Regions from separate parts of the Mus musculus genome. Here all the other regions are linked to region 1. The links are chromatin contacts, called in public Hi-C and promoter capture Hi-C maps. All regions are on one chromosome and are shown on one strand. Each heading gives the region's core, a stretch centred on a gene start, on an enhancer-like site or on the middle of the called end of the contact. The rest is flanking DNA. Distances are from core to core; before and after follow the strand shown. Region 1 holds the start of Hebp2 (heme binding protein 2). Region 2 overlaps Arfgef3 (ARFGEF family member 3). Region 3 has its middle 83 kb from the start of Nhsl1.

Region 1 (4,890 bases), core at 1,695-4,194:
CATCTCAAGGAGGTGATTCTAAACCTAACAACTTTGCTGGGCTTGGGGGTATCCAGAATCATGAGACTCAGATATGTCAGGTATCAAGGGCCCAATTCCTGTCCAGGAAAACTTTGGGGATCCAACATCCATCTCATTCCAATAGACCCTGGCAGGCAGAGCCTTGAGACAAGAAAGAGATCTAAAGCCTTGACTGAGGCCCGTTAGTTTTCCTTCTCTATGGTTTCCATTTGAAAGGGGATGTTCCTCCTTTGCATGTCACAATGTTGTACAAACAAGCCCATAGCTTGTTTGACTTTTACAGGCCCACAGCTAGAGAGAATTTGCTTTGAGATAAGTCATGCTTTGAGTCTCAAGCCAGATTTTATTTGAATGTTATTTAAATGAGTCTTTTGAGTCAATGCTGAAATAGGCTAAGATTCTAGGGCTGGTAAAATGTGACTGGATGCATTTTTGTGAGTGAGAAAGACACAAAGTTTCTTCAGTTAGGAACAGAATGCTGTGGACTGAATGCCTGTCTCTCTCAAATTCATATCAAACTCCTAATCACAAATGGGATAGTTTAAAGAGCCTCTGGAGGGTGGTTAGATCCTGGGGGGGACTGAGCCCTTAAGAAAGGAATTATCACCCTTACAAAAGAGGGTCAAATGTGCTTATATGAATCAGGAAATGGCCCCTAGCCAGTCACTAAAACTGTAAGTGCCTTGACCTTGAACCTAGCTTCTAGAAAGAACTACAAAAAGCAAACTTGTGTTTGTGGTAAGCCACAGAGTCTATAGTATTCGTTGTGCCTGCCCAAACAGACTAGGACAGACACCATATGCTGTTTTTTGAAGGCATTATTGTTCAGATCTATCTATTTTGTAGGAAAGGATAGTCCTATGTTTCAAGTGATACAATTTGTGCTATGTTTTATATGTGGAAGATATATAATAGACTTCTCAATAAATGGATTCTATCTTGCAATAGACTTCAGTGACATTTTAAAACCAAGACAGCAGGAAAACATCCTGAAATCTAGTAGACGGTTCTTATGGAAGGGTGAGATGCTTGTGGACTGGTGAATGCACACAGGTAAAACCAGCAGCCAGCAGGCCGGCAGGCAGCATGGCTGTGAATTATCTACCACTTACCGCACGAACACCGTCATTTCAGCTCTGTCTTCAATGAAGACATCTGACTCTGAAGGCCTGGGTGGATCGGGTTGCTGCTCAGAGGGGATGTACAGGGAAATCGTAATGGTAGACTCACTGAAAGGACTTGAGCCGGGCTCCACGTAGCTTGTCACGGGGGCTGTCAGCTTGATTTTCATCTCTACGTCATGGAAAAAATGAAAGCAATTTTAGCATATTATGGCTGATGTTTCTTGATTTCCTTTACATTACCACTATAAATATGTACCCTTGATATGTCTCATCTTTTTGTTTTTGTTTTTCTTTTATAAAGGGGTAGTGGTAGAATGACACATTACTCTACATTAAACAATTTTCTGTAGTGTTTTCTTGGGTTAATAAATTCTATATTTTTAAACATAAAGAAGAAATCACAGAAAACATGGGCCAATTATTTTTCTCTATATCTCAGAAATTGTGGTCCTAAGGCGAAGAGACTTGCAAAATTACACACACACACACACACAACTTGAGGCTCATGCCCTTGCATTTTCCTGTCCCTTGATATCACTATTAGAGGCATTTGGCACAGGAAAGGACTTCTCCCTAGGTAGAGTCCCATTTCATCTAGGAAAAAAAAAAAAAAATGAGGAAAGTATAGACCTTGACAAGCAGAACCCAGCAACACTCTACTGTAGCTACACTAAAGTTCTTGAAGCCAATCGTGAATAAAAACATTAGAGTTTCAGTCATCTGGTTATTCGTCTATTACAAAACAGAATTCTTCAGGAGACTAAAACTCAGTAATCGCAGCATCTCGGAGGCTACTTTTACCTTTCTCATTTTTGCCTTGAATGTAGCCATTCAATTTTGTGAAACCAGTCTGGATGGCTGAATCCCAGTCCAGGGACTCCACGCAAGTGCTGACCCACTTAGCCGGTCCGTAGTGCCGGATCTCATAACTTCCTGGCTAAAATGGTACAGAGAAAACTTAAGAGAAGTAACTCATGAACTCATGAACAAGCAGCAACTCATGAACGTCAGGAGGTGAGAGTCCCCAATACAGGAGAGCTGCAACCCTCTCCCCCCAAGGTCTAGCCTGAGGTTCCCGTTCTTTAGGACAAGCATGGACTCTCCTGAGGTTTCCCTACGGGTTGGAGAGCAGATACTGCCCTAAGGACAGATTACAAGCTTTTCTTAAATCGAAGCGCTGGGTCTGTGTAGTAGTAACCAGTTTCTCCCTACCCCACCCGCTCCGCGGACAGGAAGTGGATGTATGACTCTCTCCTGGGGTCAGCTAAACAACGCATCTCCTGGTTCGCGCAGATCTAAAATAGTATATATATATATATATATATATATATATATATTTTAACTTAACTCTAGGGGACTCTTCATATCACGGTAAAGTAGCCCAGATGAATCTTTGCGGGCCCTGGAAGACGCCTACCTGGGGGTCTATGTCCTCCGGAGCTTTCCAGCTCGGCATCTCCAAGGCCTGATCCTCTGAGCCCTCGGCCACCCCGAGGTCTGGCTCCGGCTCCTCTGCCATGAGTAAGGGCAGCTTGGGAGGGGCGCGCCCTGTTTGTGTTCACCGGCCACCCTGTTCTGAGTCCCCTCCCCACCGGCGCACGCTCGGCCCTGCAGCCCTTACTGCGGGTCCGTAGGACATTCTCGGTCTGAGCCACAAGGCGGCGTCGCGACCAACCTCAGGCTTGCGCCAGCCCTGGCCACACCCCTCTGCAGGGATAAGGTCAGGATCAGCTAGCTGATCAGACTGATCAGGATCGGCCGGCTGGCCCTGGGTCATCTAGGTCCTCTGCAGAGTCCCTCCCACCTAGCTGATGTTTTGCAGAACTGGATTGTGGGCAGTGGTGGGCGGAGGACTGAGCAGCTCCTAGCTCGGTTTCTGTGGAACCAGTCCGGGCACCCATTCAGGGAGCCTCTCCCTACATTGAAAACGCTGCCAGCGCCTCTGCAAAATCAGCTTCCTCCCCACCCTCACAAAAGAAAATCGCCTGCCCCAAGACTTCGCAGCGGAGCTCCAAGACCTCTAGCAGCTAGCACTCAGGACTCTGACTCCTGCTGCCCTTAGATCCTGGAGTCCAAATTGGGATCCGCAGACTGATTTATACTAGAAGGGCAGCCAGGGCCCACAGTTTTCAGGTTTGCTCAATGTGGAAAGTCAATGGAGACCCAGCATCTTTGGGGAGAGCAATGTGTGTGTGTGTGTGTGTGTGTGTGTGTGTGTGTGTGTGTGTGTGTGTGTGTGTTGTGTCTTGGGCTACTGAAACCATCTGAGTCCTCCAGTCAGCCCTGGAGGACGGGCCAGAGCACACACTAGTGCTCTTTAGATATTTTGGCTAGGCTTCATACTTTTTCCAAAAGATTTATTGAAATAAATTTATATATAATTCATCTCTTTTTTCTTTTAAAATGTTATACCGATATACAATTTATCTTGATCATATCCACCTGCCCCTCTCTCCCCTCAACTCCTGAAACCCCACTCTCCACCCCACCTCCACCCCATCACATCTTCCTTCCAAAATTCTTTGAGTATTTATTTAGCTCACTGGATTCAGCTAGTTCAACTCACATGCACTTAGGCTGGAGTCTATCACTGAGGCACTGAAAACCCATGCTCACACTCCTAAAAAGAAATGAGTCTCTAGGTCCCAGCAACCCGTTACTGATAAAGAATTCTCAGGAGTACTCCAGAGACATCCCTCCCCCATGCTGGAATTTTTTTCAGTTTTATTTTTAATTACATGTATATGTTTTAACATACCTCTACTATTTAATAAACCAGGCATTGTGGTGTACCCCTGTAATCCTAGAACTGTGAGTTTGGAAGCAGGAAACCCAGAAATTCTAAGTGACCCTTGACTACACACAAAAATTGAAGCCACTTGCCCCACCCCCACCCCCTCTTAGCTATATCCGAATGCCTCAAAAACAGAGAATCAGTAATAATAGTAAAGTGAACTACTTAATGGCTTTCAATTATATTTATGGAGTTTTGCAGCAATTACAATGCTAGCCCATCTTTTAATGATCTCCCCCCTCAGCCTTTAGCATGTTCTAAGCCCCTGTGCTAGTTAGTTCTGTTTTGTTTGCTTTTTTTTTTTTTTTTTTTTTTTTTTTGTCAGTTTGGCATAAATCCGGGTCATACGTGAAGAGGAAACTTCAACAGAGAACACACCTGCCTTCAACAGATTGGTTTGTAGGCAAGTCAATGGGGCATTCTCTCTGATGAATGATTAATGTGGACGGGCCCAGCAAACTGTGGGTGGTGCCACCTGGAACAACTGGTTCTGGGAAGTGTAGCTGGGGCTGGGCATGGTGGCATAGATGCTCTTAATGCCAGCACCACACTGGGGAGACGGTTAGCCAGATCTCTGTGAGTTGGAGGCCAGCCTGGTCTTTACAGTGAGTTCCAAGACAGCTAGGGTGGTGTAGAGAGACCCTGTCTTGAAAGAAAAGCAAAAAGAAAGGTAGCTGAAGGTGAGTCTGGGAACAGGCAGCACTCTTCCCTGCGTGGTCTCTGCTTCAGTTCTTGCCCACAGTTTGCTGATATCACTCAGTGATAGACTGTGGTATGGAAATGTAAGCCAAATAAACACTTTCTTCCCCGAGTCACTTTTGGATAGTGTTTTATGGCAGCATCAGAAAGCAAACTGGGGCACACCCAACTCCTAGAGCCATGCTCCAAGAAACTAGTAACTTGAACTTATCTTTGTGGTTTGATTGGAAACCAAAAACAAAATAAAGCAGA
Region 2 (5,056 bases), core at 2,093-4,592, 170 kb after region 1:
GATATCAAAGTGTCACAGAAAACCAGTCTATTACTAGATCATCATAATTGCATTAAAATTGATATTCCTAAACAACTTATAATCTATATACAAGAAATAAGATTTTTAGTAACAGAGACAACTTCATTAATAAACACTGATTTAGTCTATTATATACCCAGGCAGTACATAGAATATTAGGTATATAACATAAAACGCCTAGACTAGGGAGGTGAAAGACTCCTGCAGACACATGGTCACTAAATTAGAATAGATCCTGGGGGAAAAAATGCAAGCATCTTTACAGATGTGGTGACATTTATTTGGCCTTTAAATGGAGGGGACAAAATGAGCCTTGGTCAGCCACAGAAAGAATAAAAGCAGTCAGGGTCACATTCAAGCTCTTATCTGTCCAAGTCCTTATTTTCTTCCTCTAAAATATGTAATTAAGGGCGAGAAAGATGAGTTAGTAAAGCACTGTGCAAGCTTGAGGAGCCTGATTCAGGGCTCCAATATTCATGAAAAAGTGGGGTCCAGTGGCACACATCTGCATCTCTAGTGCTTGATACAAGAAGGCACAGACAGGATGACCCTCGATCACTGGCCACTTAGCCTAGTCAGGCTGACAACCTTCCTGCTCTCAAACAAGAAGATGGAGAGTCAGCAAGGAAGACATCACCATGTTGACCTGTGGCCTCCATATAGGCACTCTTTCACATTTTTCTCTCTTCTTGTTTCTAATACACACACACACACACACACACACACACACACACACACACACACCAGTACACATACATACCCATTCAAACTCTCAGCATACACAAAATAAAATCATGTAATGGTAGAAACCATGCAGGAGGAGCTGCAATGAGCAAGTGAGCTTTTTGGGGGACAACCCTCTCGACTGGGCAATTTTCCTGTAGATCAATACGAAGATGAACTTCCAAAAATTAATATTGTTTAGATGGATTAATTATTTGATAGAACTCCTGATTTAATTTAAATAGTTTTAGGAAGTTAGGGTAATTGATAAAAAGTTAAAGGAGATGGTTTAAGTTATAATAAAGTTAGAATTAAGAATAAAATAGGGAGGAACACTCCTTCATTGCTGGTGGGATTGCAAGCTTGTACAATCACTCTGGAAATCAGTCTGGTGGTTCCTCAGAAAATTGGACATAGTTCTACCGGAAGATCTAGCAATACCTCTCCTGGTATATACCCAGAAGAAGTTCCAAGTGGTAATAAAGATATATGCTCCACTATGTTCATAGCAGCCTTACTTATAATGCCAGAAGCTGGAAAGAACCCAGATGTCCCTCAACAGAGGAATGGATACAGAAAATGTGGTACATTTACACAATGGAGTACTACTCAGCTATTAAAAACAATGAATTTATAAAATTCTTGGGCAAATGGATGTATCTAGAGGATATCATCCTGGGTGAGGTAACCCAATCACAAAAGAAGTCACTTGATATACACTCACTGATAAGTGGACATTAGCCCAGAAACTTAGAATACCCAAGATAAAATTTGCAAAACACAATAAAATCAAGAAGAAGGAAGACCAATGTGTGGATACTTCATTCTTCCTTAGAATAGGGAAATACCCATGGAAGGAGTTACAGAGACAAAGTTTGGAGCTAAGACGAAAGGATGGACCATCCAGAGACTACCTCACCCGGGGATCCATCCCATAATCAGCCACCAAACACAGATACTATTGCATATGCTAGCAAGATTTTGCTGAAAGGACCCTGATATAACTGTCTCTTGTGAGGCTGTGCCAGTGCCTGGCAAACACAGAAGTGGATGCTCACAGTCATCTATTGGATGGAACACAGGGCCCCCGGTGGAGGAGCCAGAGAAAGTACTCAAGGAGCTGAAGGGGTCTGCAACCCTATAGGTGGAACAACAATATGAACTAACCAGTACCCCCAGAGCTCCTGTCTCTAGCTGCATATGTAGCAGAAGATAGCCTAGTCGGCCATCAGTGGAAAGAGAGGTCTTGCAAACTTTATATGCCCCAGTACAGGGGAACGACAGGGCCAAGAAGTAGGAGTGGGTGGGTAGGGGAGCAGGGCGGGGGTGGGGGGGAAGGTATAGGGGACTTTCGGGATAGCATTTGAAATGTAAATGAAGAAAATATCTAATAAAAATTTGAAAAAATGAAAGAATAATTTTTGATTCCCAGGAGAAAAAAAAAAAAAGAATAAACTGGGGCCCATCCCTTGTAGTGAGGGCTGAATAAGTTAGACAGTGACCTTTCATGCCTTTCAAGCATGTAATTGTACTTGGAAGAGAAAAATAAGCTTGGAACAAGTAAATGATAAAAGAAAGCATTCATTCTAGGTTGGGTCTGAGTTCCTGGATCTTGTGATCTAGGGATGTGGCAAAGGTTTCAGTGTGCACCAAGAAAAGGTGTGAACGAAAATAAATAATGCTACTGTGAATACAAGAAAAGGGAATATAGATGATTAGCCAGTTTAGCTGAGAAAGACTTCAAAAATAAGACATAAGATAGCTGATGATCTGTTTCTTGGTATATACAAAATATCATCAGCTAAGCATAGAAAAAACTTGCTAATATCCACTTATCAGTGAGTGCATATCACATGTGTTCTTTTGTGATTGGGTTACCTCACTCAGCATGACATCCTCCGGATGCATCCATTTGCCTAAGAATTTCATGAATTAATTGTTTTTAATTGCTGAGTAGTACTCCATTGTGTAAATAGACTACATTTTCTGTATCCATTCCTCTGTTGAGGGACATCTGGGTTCTTTCCAGCTTCTGGCTATTATTAATAAGGCTGCTATGAACATAGTGGAGCATGTGTCCTTATTACCAGTTGGAACATCTTCTGGGTATATGCCCAGGAGAGGAATTGCTTAGAATATGCTATTAGTACCAGTCAGTTCCCCAGTCATTGACTCCACACTCAGATTTCCTCAGTTTACCTGTGGTGTCAAAGCTAGCCTTTGGTAATATAACTAATATTACTAATATTACTTGCCTAGAGAAGTGTTGTAACAGTGAAACAGTGTACTTACTAGTCATATTCTTAACTGACTTCCCAAGGCCATCCTTATATATGTTCACAATACTCCTTCCATCCTCTGCTTCAGCCTTTCAATTTTCCACTATTTGATCTACCCTGTCCCTCATGAGGTCTCATGGATACAGATACAAACACCTCAGTACTCAAACGCCACAAATAGCTGCTCATGTACAGCTCTTGCACCCAGGAACACAAACACCTATCGTACTACATGCCCTCTGAAAGACACAAATCAGAAACTCAAAGGTGATTTCTGGAAGAGGCATACATAGTCTGAGCAGGGAATTCTGAGGCCTCAGGTATTGAGAATGTAAAAGGAAGGTTTGGGGGGACATTTGGTTGGATCAGAAGAAAGCAAGAATGGAGTCACTGTCATGTAACCTCAGGGCAGGTCCCATGACACGCAGATATTAGAGTAATAACAACTAGCACAATGAACACACCCTATAAATGGTCATCATGTAAAAGCATCTACTCTACTATATGGGCCCATGTTGAATGTATGTTATAGTCAATGATTGCCTAAAGAAACAGAGGGAGGAAACGGGACCCACAGATGGCATAATGGGGCAGCGTGGAGCTCCTGCAGCACAATTTGGAGGAACACATGGGAAGTATAGGATCGACATCACTGCAAACTGAGTTCAAGGATTTTTGGGGGAGGCATCTAAGGGTTGATAATGTGGAACTCAGGGTAACTTTAGAATTATCTATCTAGAAGCAGTAGCTGAAGTTTTAGATGAAATGTCTATGGGGAAGAACAAGGTATAGGATGAAAGGATGGGGTTCTGAGAAAATGTCTCCAAAAAGTGAGTGAAAAAACCAAAAAACAAAAAACCAGGGTATCAATAAGGAAGTCAAAAGGAATCTGTGATAACCAAGAAGAAACCAGAAAGCTGTTCTTCTAACCCATGTCCACTTAGTGCCAGTACTCCAGTCATTGAGTGCCCACTTGGTACAGACAGTGGGGTTGGTATACCTACCTCTTAATTATACTACTTACAGAACTAGGCAGATTGATAGGCAATTATTTCTGTTATCAATGAGACAACAGTCTTGAGGCAAGATAATAACATAACCTAGCAACCTAACTAGGTACCGTAAAACATGGGGCCCTGACAGAAGCATGAGTACTGTCAAAAGTTAGAAAAACAGTAATACCTGGGTCCCTGCTTTAAATAACATAGCTATGCATCAGAGGCAGTCTCTTAGTATCAAGCAATTCAATCCTCACCAGATCTTAAACGCGTTCTCACGACCGGCCAGGAAGAACACAACAAACCAGAATCTTCTGCGGCAAAACTTTATTGCTTACATCTTCAGGAGCCAGGAGCGCAAGCCCCCAAGCCCAAAAACGAAAGCCCCCAAAAACGAAAGCGAAACCCCCTCCCTATTTAGGAGAGTTATCCTTCGCCTAGGACGCATCACTCCCTGATTGGCTGCAGCCCATGGCCGAGTAAAGGCAGAGTACATGTAGTGGAAAATTACTCTTGGCACATGCGCAGATTATTTGTTTACCACTTAGAACACAGGATGTCAGCGCCATCTTGTGACGGCGAATGTGGGGGCGGCTCCCAACAACCAGAGCTTGGACAATGAACACTATCAGGTCAATATCATAGATAAAGACATAGATCATGTATCCATGGGCAAAGCTAGTAAGTGGAAAAGTACAGATCAGAATGTAAGGACCATATAGCAAAAGGGTCTTCACCATTTGCATAGCAACATATTCTCAACGGAATACATGATAACCTGGGAAACAAAGGCATCTACAATACAAACACTGGTGCTTCTAGGAGTTAACCAATATAATGTACACACACACACACACACACACACACACACACACACACACACACATTCTCTTAAATTATTCTATCCTATCCGCAGAGCAGCCTCCTACGACAGCCAATGCACAAAGATAGGATCAATCTAGATATAATAGCACACTCCCATGTAAGATGAACAGGCCCATGAAGCCAGAAAATACAATAGTCTATATCTGTCAC
Region 3 (5,053 bases), core at 875-3,374, 220 kb before region 1:
ATTGACTAATTTCATGAACTCATAACCAGAGGAGTAGTCAAAGCCAAAAGACTTGAAGTGATTTGTCTAGGCTGAGGGCTGGCGCACAGACCTTTGATTGCCTCCCTTGCTGTCCATTGCTTATGTGTGTAGCTTCACTGTAGGAGTGTTTAGAGATAGGGATCGAAGTGTAGACACATGCTGGGAACTGTCAGAGGGCTGCCTGAGAACCTTAATTTCATCTCTCTGGTAAGATATACCTGTTAATGAGTCTCCAGCAGCACATGCACGAGAGGGGGCCAGGATCCAGTTCTTATTTCACTCATGACTGCCCATAACCACCACATGTAAGGTTGCACCACACGTACCGGTGGTAACCTGAAAAACAACACTTAGTCCTGTGGGCCAGTCCTACTGGTTTCAAGGATCACGAGGAATATTTCTTCAGGCTTGCCATCTTCCAAATATCATAGGTGGGGGGAGTCCTACAAAACCTGTCTTAAGTTAGCAAAAACACGTCCCTGTTTATCCATGTCTTGTGAGGACTCTGAGGCTATACCTGATGATCCCATGTTGTGGAAAGTGGTCCAGGATGGACTTTGTGATGGTTATTCTTGGTTGTCACTTTGACTACATCTGGAATTAACTTAAACTCAAGCTTCTGGGTACACCTGTGAAAGGTTTTTTTTGGTGGGAAGATCCACCTTTAATCTGGGCCACACTGTCTCGCGGCAGCCTATATAAAGGATGTGGAAGAAGGAAGCTCGTACTCTTGCCTGCTTGCGCTCACTCTTGCTGGCATGGCACGTTTCTTCACTGGCATTAAAGCCTACTTCTTTGGGATTCCAGTGTATACTGAAGACCAGCAGAGACATCTAGTCTCATGGACTGAACAACTACTGGATTCCTGGATTTTCTGTTGCTACACAGCTATTGTTGGAATAGCTGGAACACAGACTACAGGCCTCTCTAATAAATCATATATATGTGTGTGTATATATATATATATGTATATATATATATGTAGTCATGTATACACATATATGAAACACACACACGCATCCAGTAGTTGTTCAGTCCACAAGGCTGGATGTCTCAGCGGGTATCATATATATATGTATCTCTGTGTGTGTGTATGTATGTATGTATGTATGTACATCGATTCTGTCACTTGTTTCTCTAAGAGCCCTGACTAAGTGTACTGATCTTAAGTGTACTGCATTTACAGCGACTGAATGTGACTCTTTGACACATGCTTTCCTCAGCCAGACTGCAAGCTACTTGAGGTTAGGGATGGCAGCACATCTGTTATTATAGAGCTCAGTACAGTGACTGGATATTATCACATGTATACTATAACATTGTGTGTGTGTGTGTGTGTGTGTGTGTGTGTGTGTGTGTGTGCGCATGCGCATATACACTCTCGGATGTGCACACACCATGACACATGGAAGTCAGAGGAAACTTACTGAAGTGTTTTCTCCTTCCCCCTTGTGGGATCCAGGGGTCAACTCAAGCTGTCAGGGTTGGTGGCAAGTGCCTTTATCCACTGAATCATCTCACCGGACCTGTTTCTGTGCAAGTAGAACTTGATTAATTTTGCTGCTGACTAAATAAGGCTACATTGAAAATTGTGACAAGGGGCAGAAGTGTGAATAGCTGTGTCTGGGCTCTGTTAACAAGCAAGAGCCTTCGCTCTGCAGAGACGGGCAGATTCTCACTGGCATGGCTATGTTTGGTTTTTAAGGTCTGTGGGCGTGCTCCCTCACCCTCAGTACTTGGGATCTGACTAGGGCATATTAGGAAATGCTCTAATTTTAAATCTGAAGGTTGTCTATGGCCTTGACTCACATTATGGCCCAGGCAGCCTTTGAACTCAGTATTTTGCTTCTACCTCCAAGTAGCTAGAACTATAGACCCGTGGCTTGGCCTTACAGCTAATTTTATTGAGACACAATTCCTAGATCCAGCCATTCTCAGTGTAGGGGCCAGTGACTTCTAGTGTATTCAGACATGAGAAACATGACCACAGCCTATTTGCATGGCCCCCCACATCCCGGGAGTCAGTCTCCCTTTCTTCTTGACCTTCCTACCTCCAGGTCACTGGGAGTCTCCTTTCTGCCTCTGTGGATTTAACTGTTCTGAACATTCCAGACAAGTGGACTCATGCCGGCTGTGGGCTTTGTACTTCCTTTACCAAGCAAATGTTTCCCAGGCTCAGCATTCGCTGCTTTCCATGACTAACACTCACAAGCTCCTGTGAAGTGGGACTGTGGATTAAAAACCCATTGTTCAGATTTGTTTATCATTTCTGTTACTGATGTTTTGCCCGCATGTATGTCTGTGTGAGGGTGTCAGATCCCTTGGAACTGGAGTTACAGACAGTTGTGAGCTACCATGTGGGTCCTGGGAATTGAACTAGGGTCCTCTGGAAGAACAACCAGTACTCTTAACCTCTGAGCCACCCTTCCCCCTTTCTATTTTATTCCAAAACCAATAAAATAGAAAGGCTAGACTGCATTTTTAAGCCCAATTTATAGATCAAGAAATGAAAGTTCTAGGGCTAGTAAAAGGTGTTAGTAAGACAAGGTCTTGTGATTTCTGCTCTAAACTCTTTTTTTTTCCTAAAAGATTTATTTATTTATTTTATGTATATGAATATTACTGTAGCTGGCTTCAGACCACCGGAAGAGGGTATTGGATCCCATAACAAATGATTGTGGGCCACCATGTGGTTGCTAGGAATTGAACTTAGGACCTCTGGAAGAACAGTCAGTGCTCTTAACCTCTGAGCCATCTCTCCAAGTCCTACTCTAAATTCTTTTCAGTTTGTTTTAAAAGCACTTACTGGGACTTATTGGGACTGAGCATGTAGCTCAGTGGTAGGTTGCTTGCCCATCATGAGTGAAGAGAGACCTGGGTTTAGTCCCTTGCACTGCACGAAACTGAATGTAGTATCTCGTGTCTGAAATCCAGTCCTTGGGGACAGAGGAGAGAACAGCAGGACATGAAAGTCATTCTAGGCCACATGGTGAGTTTGAGGCTAGCCTGGGCTACCTGAGACCCCCGTCTTGACAACAATAGAGAACTTCCTGAGTAAATATGAAATCCTGCTGCCAACAGAGCATAGGAAAAGGCAATTTAAAATAATAGTTGTAGAAAGAATGCCCACCCCTTTAGATTCTAGAAGCATTGAGAGGGTTTGCTGTGCCGTCTAACCACAGGGCACCTTTTATACTATGGCATTTTTGTTGCAGTAAATCTCCCATCCCAAATATGCCCGGGCAATGAAAGCACAACACAGTTAATATGATTACATGCTGTGCGCCTAGATTGGGCAGATCTACCGCTACACTACCATCTTCCACAGCTTAGAACTTTCGGTTTCTCCAGGCCATGTGCTTCTGCTCCGCTTTTCTTCTTCCTCCTCCTCTGCATCCTCTCTCTTCCATTTTCTCCTTCTTCTCTCCCTCTCACCTTCTGCCCCACCTTCCCTTCTATCTGCCCAATCATCAGTTCTCCTCTAGTTTACAAATTAAGGTGGGAAGCAGGTTTCTGGAAATCACCTGAGTGCTGACTCATTCCTTGTCTGAGCCCCTCACGGGAGAACGGAATTAACATCAAATGTAATTAGCCCCAGGGCTATGTATCCCACCCGTGCACCCATATACAGTGGACCTAGTATGCTCTGTATAATGTTTAAGGTTGGATGAATGCTGTTGTAGACAGATGGCGAGGTGGGAGCAGCTCAGAACATGGCATGCACAAGGTTCTTTCTGCCTCTAGCAGTTGACTTCCCTTAGAAAAGGGTAGCTTATTGGCAGAAAGATTGTCTGGGCATTGTCTTTGCCCAACCAGGTCTTCAGACATTTGGTAGAGAGTGTGGGCTAACGCGTGAGAGGCGTGTTTTAGCTGATGAATGCATCATCAGCCTGCTCTTGAGAGACCGTCATCCTCTGACCTAACCAGCAGCTGGCTGATGTCAGAATGGATAGCTTTGCTTCTCCCTCAGAATGAATCTCTGCAGTGTGTGTGGCAGAGCCCTAAAGACGCAGTGGAGATGTGGGCTTTGCTGAGTTTCTAAGAACAGGCACTGGGCTCCTCTTCTGGCACAAGACTTGCTTTCATTGAAGCACACTGCGTACTAGAGAGGTGTTGAGAGTATGGACTGCACCCACCTTTACTCTCAGGAGAGTTCTTACATTTATTAACAGAAACCCACAGTGGCTGAGTGGGCAGATTGTACCATTGGGTTTGAACAGCCTGTGTGAGATCAAGCAATCGTTTTCTATGTGCCTGACCGTGAGAGTTGTCGGCATATGTCTGGTATGGTGATGCACACCTTTAATACTAACATTTGGGAGGCAGAGGCTGGCGAATCTCTGTGAGTTCAAAGCCAGCCTGGCCTACATAGTGAGTTCCAGGACAGCCAGGCCTATATATGAAGATCCTGCTTCATAAATAAATAAATAAATAAATAACCTGCTTAATAAATAAGTAAACCAACCAACCAAACAAACAAACAAGAATTGCCTGATTAGTGTAGTAACACATGTCTGGTTGGGGGAGTAGGTTATGTAGAGGCTGGAGGGTAAGGAATACTAGGTTAGACTGGGCTGCATAAGACTGTCAAAGAAGAAGGAGAGGAGGAAAAAGAGAAGGAAGAGGAGGAGGAGGAAGAAAGAAGAACAAGATCAACATTTTATTGATTAGTTTTTATTTGCAGTTTGAGGAAGAAACTCAGGGACTTCTTAATTACCTTCCCAGTTACTCACTAGTTAGCATGTGGCTGTGTGGATGTTCACAGGCTGAGGAGTCAGTCACTTACCAACAGATTAGGCAACTGAGTGTTTCAAGTTTGTGTGTATTCTGCCCACAGTGTATGCCTGCTTTCTTCCTCCTATGTAAAAGGAGCTGGTGGCATCATGGAACAAGACCTGTGTTTGAATGCATTTGCCATATGCTCAGATGAGTAAAAAGGTGCCTAGTTTTTGAATTAGGAGTGTGCAGCCTTTGATGTAAGACCATAGCCTACTCACTGACTATTGGCACACAATGCCTGGGAAGTATACAA

Evidence for each region. Promoter capture Hi-C pulls out the DNA fragments that hold promoters and counts their contacts. Hi-C and Micro-C count contacts between places; a contact is called where the count stands out from the background.
Region 2: a Hi-C map of the N1E-115 cell line shows a contact between it and region 1, with 6 times the contacts expected there. The contact joins the enhancer-like site here to the promoter of Hebp2 in region 1. A contact is called at or near these places in 2 of 484 Hi-C or Micro-C datasets (the N1E-115 cell line and embryonic stem cells) and 1 of 9 other capture datasets (adipose tissue).
Region 3: a promoter capture Hi-C map of stem cell-derived epiblast-like cells shows a contact between it and region 1, with 2.7 times the contacts expected there. The contact joins the enhancer-like site here to the promoter of Hebp2 in region 1. A contact is called at or near these places in 11 of 39 promoter capture datasets (the 3T3-L1 cell line, 3T3-L1-derived adipocytes, embryonic stem cells and 7 more), 15 of 484 Hi-C or Micro-C datasets (the N1E-115 cell line, Sertoli cells, cardiomyocytes and 9 more) and 6 of 115 datasets of contacts at active chromatin or transcription factors (embryonic hindbrain, embryonic stem cells, microglia and 2 more).

The regions. Positions count from the first base shown.
Region 1 is chr10:18,543,132-18,548,021 of GRCm38.p6, forward strand. It overlaps Hebp2 (heme binding protein 2), which reads right to left and starts at 2,945. Exons shown (of 4, transcript NM_019487.3): 1 at 2,563-2,945; 2 at 1,947-2,082; 3 at 1,134-1,314. The coding sequence starts at 2,664.
Region 2 is chr10:18,712,214-18,717,269 of GRCm38.p6, forward strand. All of the region lies in intron 2 of Arfgef3 (ARFGEF family member 3), which reads right to left. Among named protein-coding and RNA genes, the nearest start is that of Gm32926, 29 kb to the right of the region's middle. Within about 2 kb of position 3,343, at least 1 of the 459 cell types and tissues checked has an H3K27ac peak or open chromatin away from gene starts, as enhancers often do. A contact at or near this core is called in the N1E-115 cell line, where this site is marked.
Region 3 is chr10:18,321,762-18,326,814 of GRCm38.p6, forward strand. It overlaps a transcript of Nhsl1 not described here. Among named protein-coding and RNA genes, the nearest start is that of Nhsl1, 83 kb to the right of the region's middle. Within about 2 kb of position 2,125, at least 35 of the 459 cell types and tissues checked have an H3K27ac peak or open chromatin away from gene starts, as enhancers often do. A contact at or near this core is called in pancreatic cancer cells, stem cell-derived epiblast-like cells and trophoblast stem cells, where this site is marked.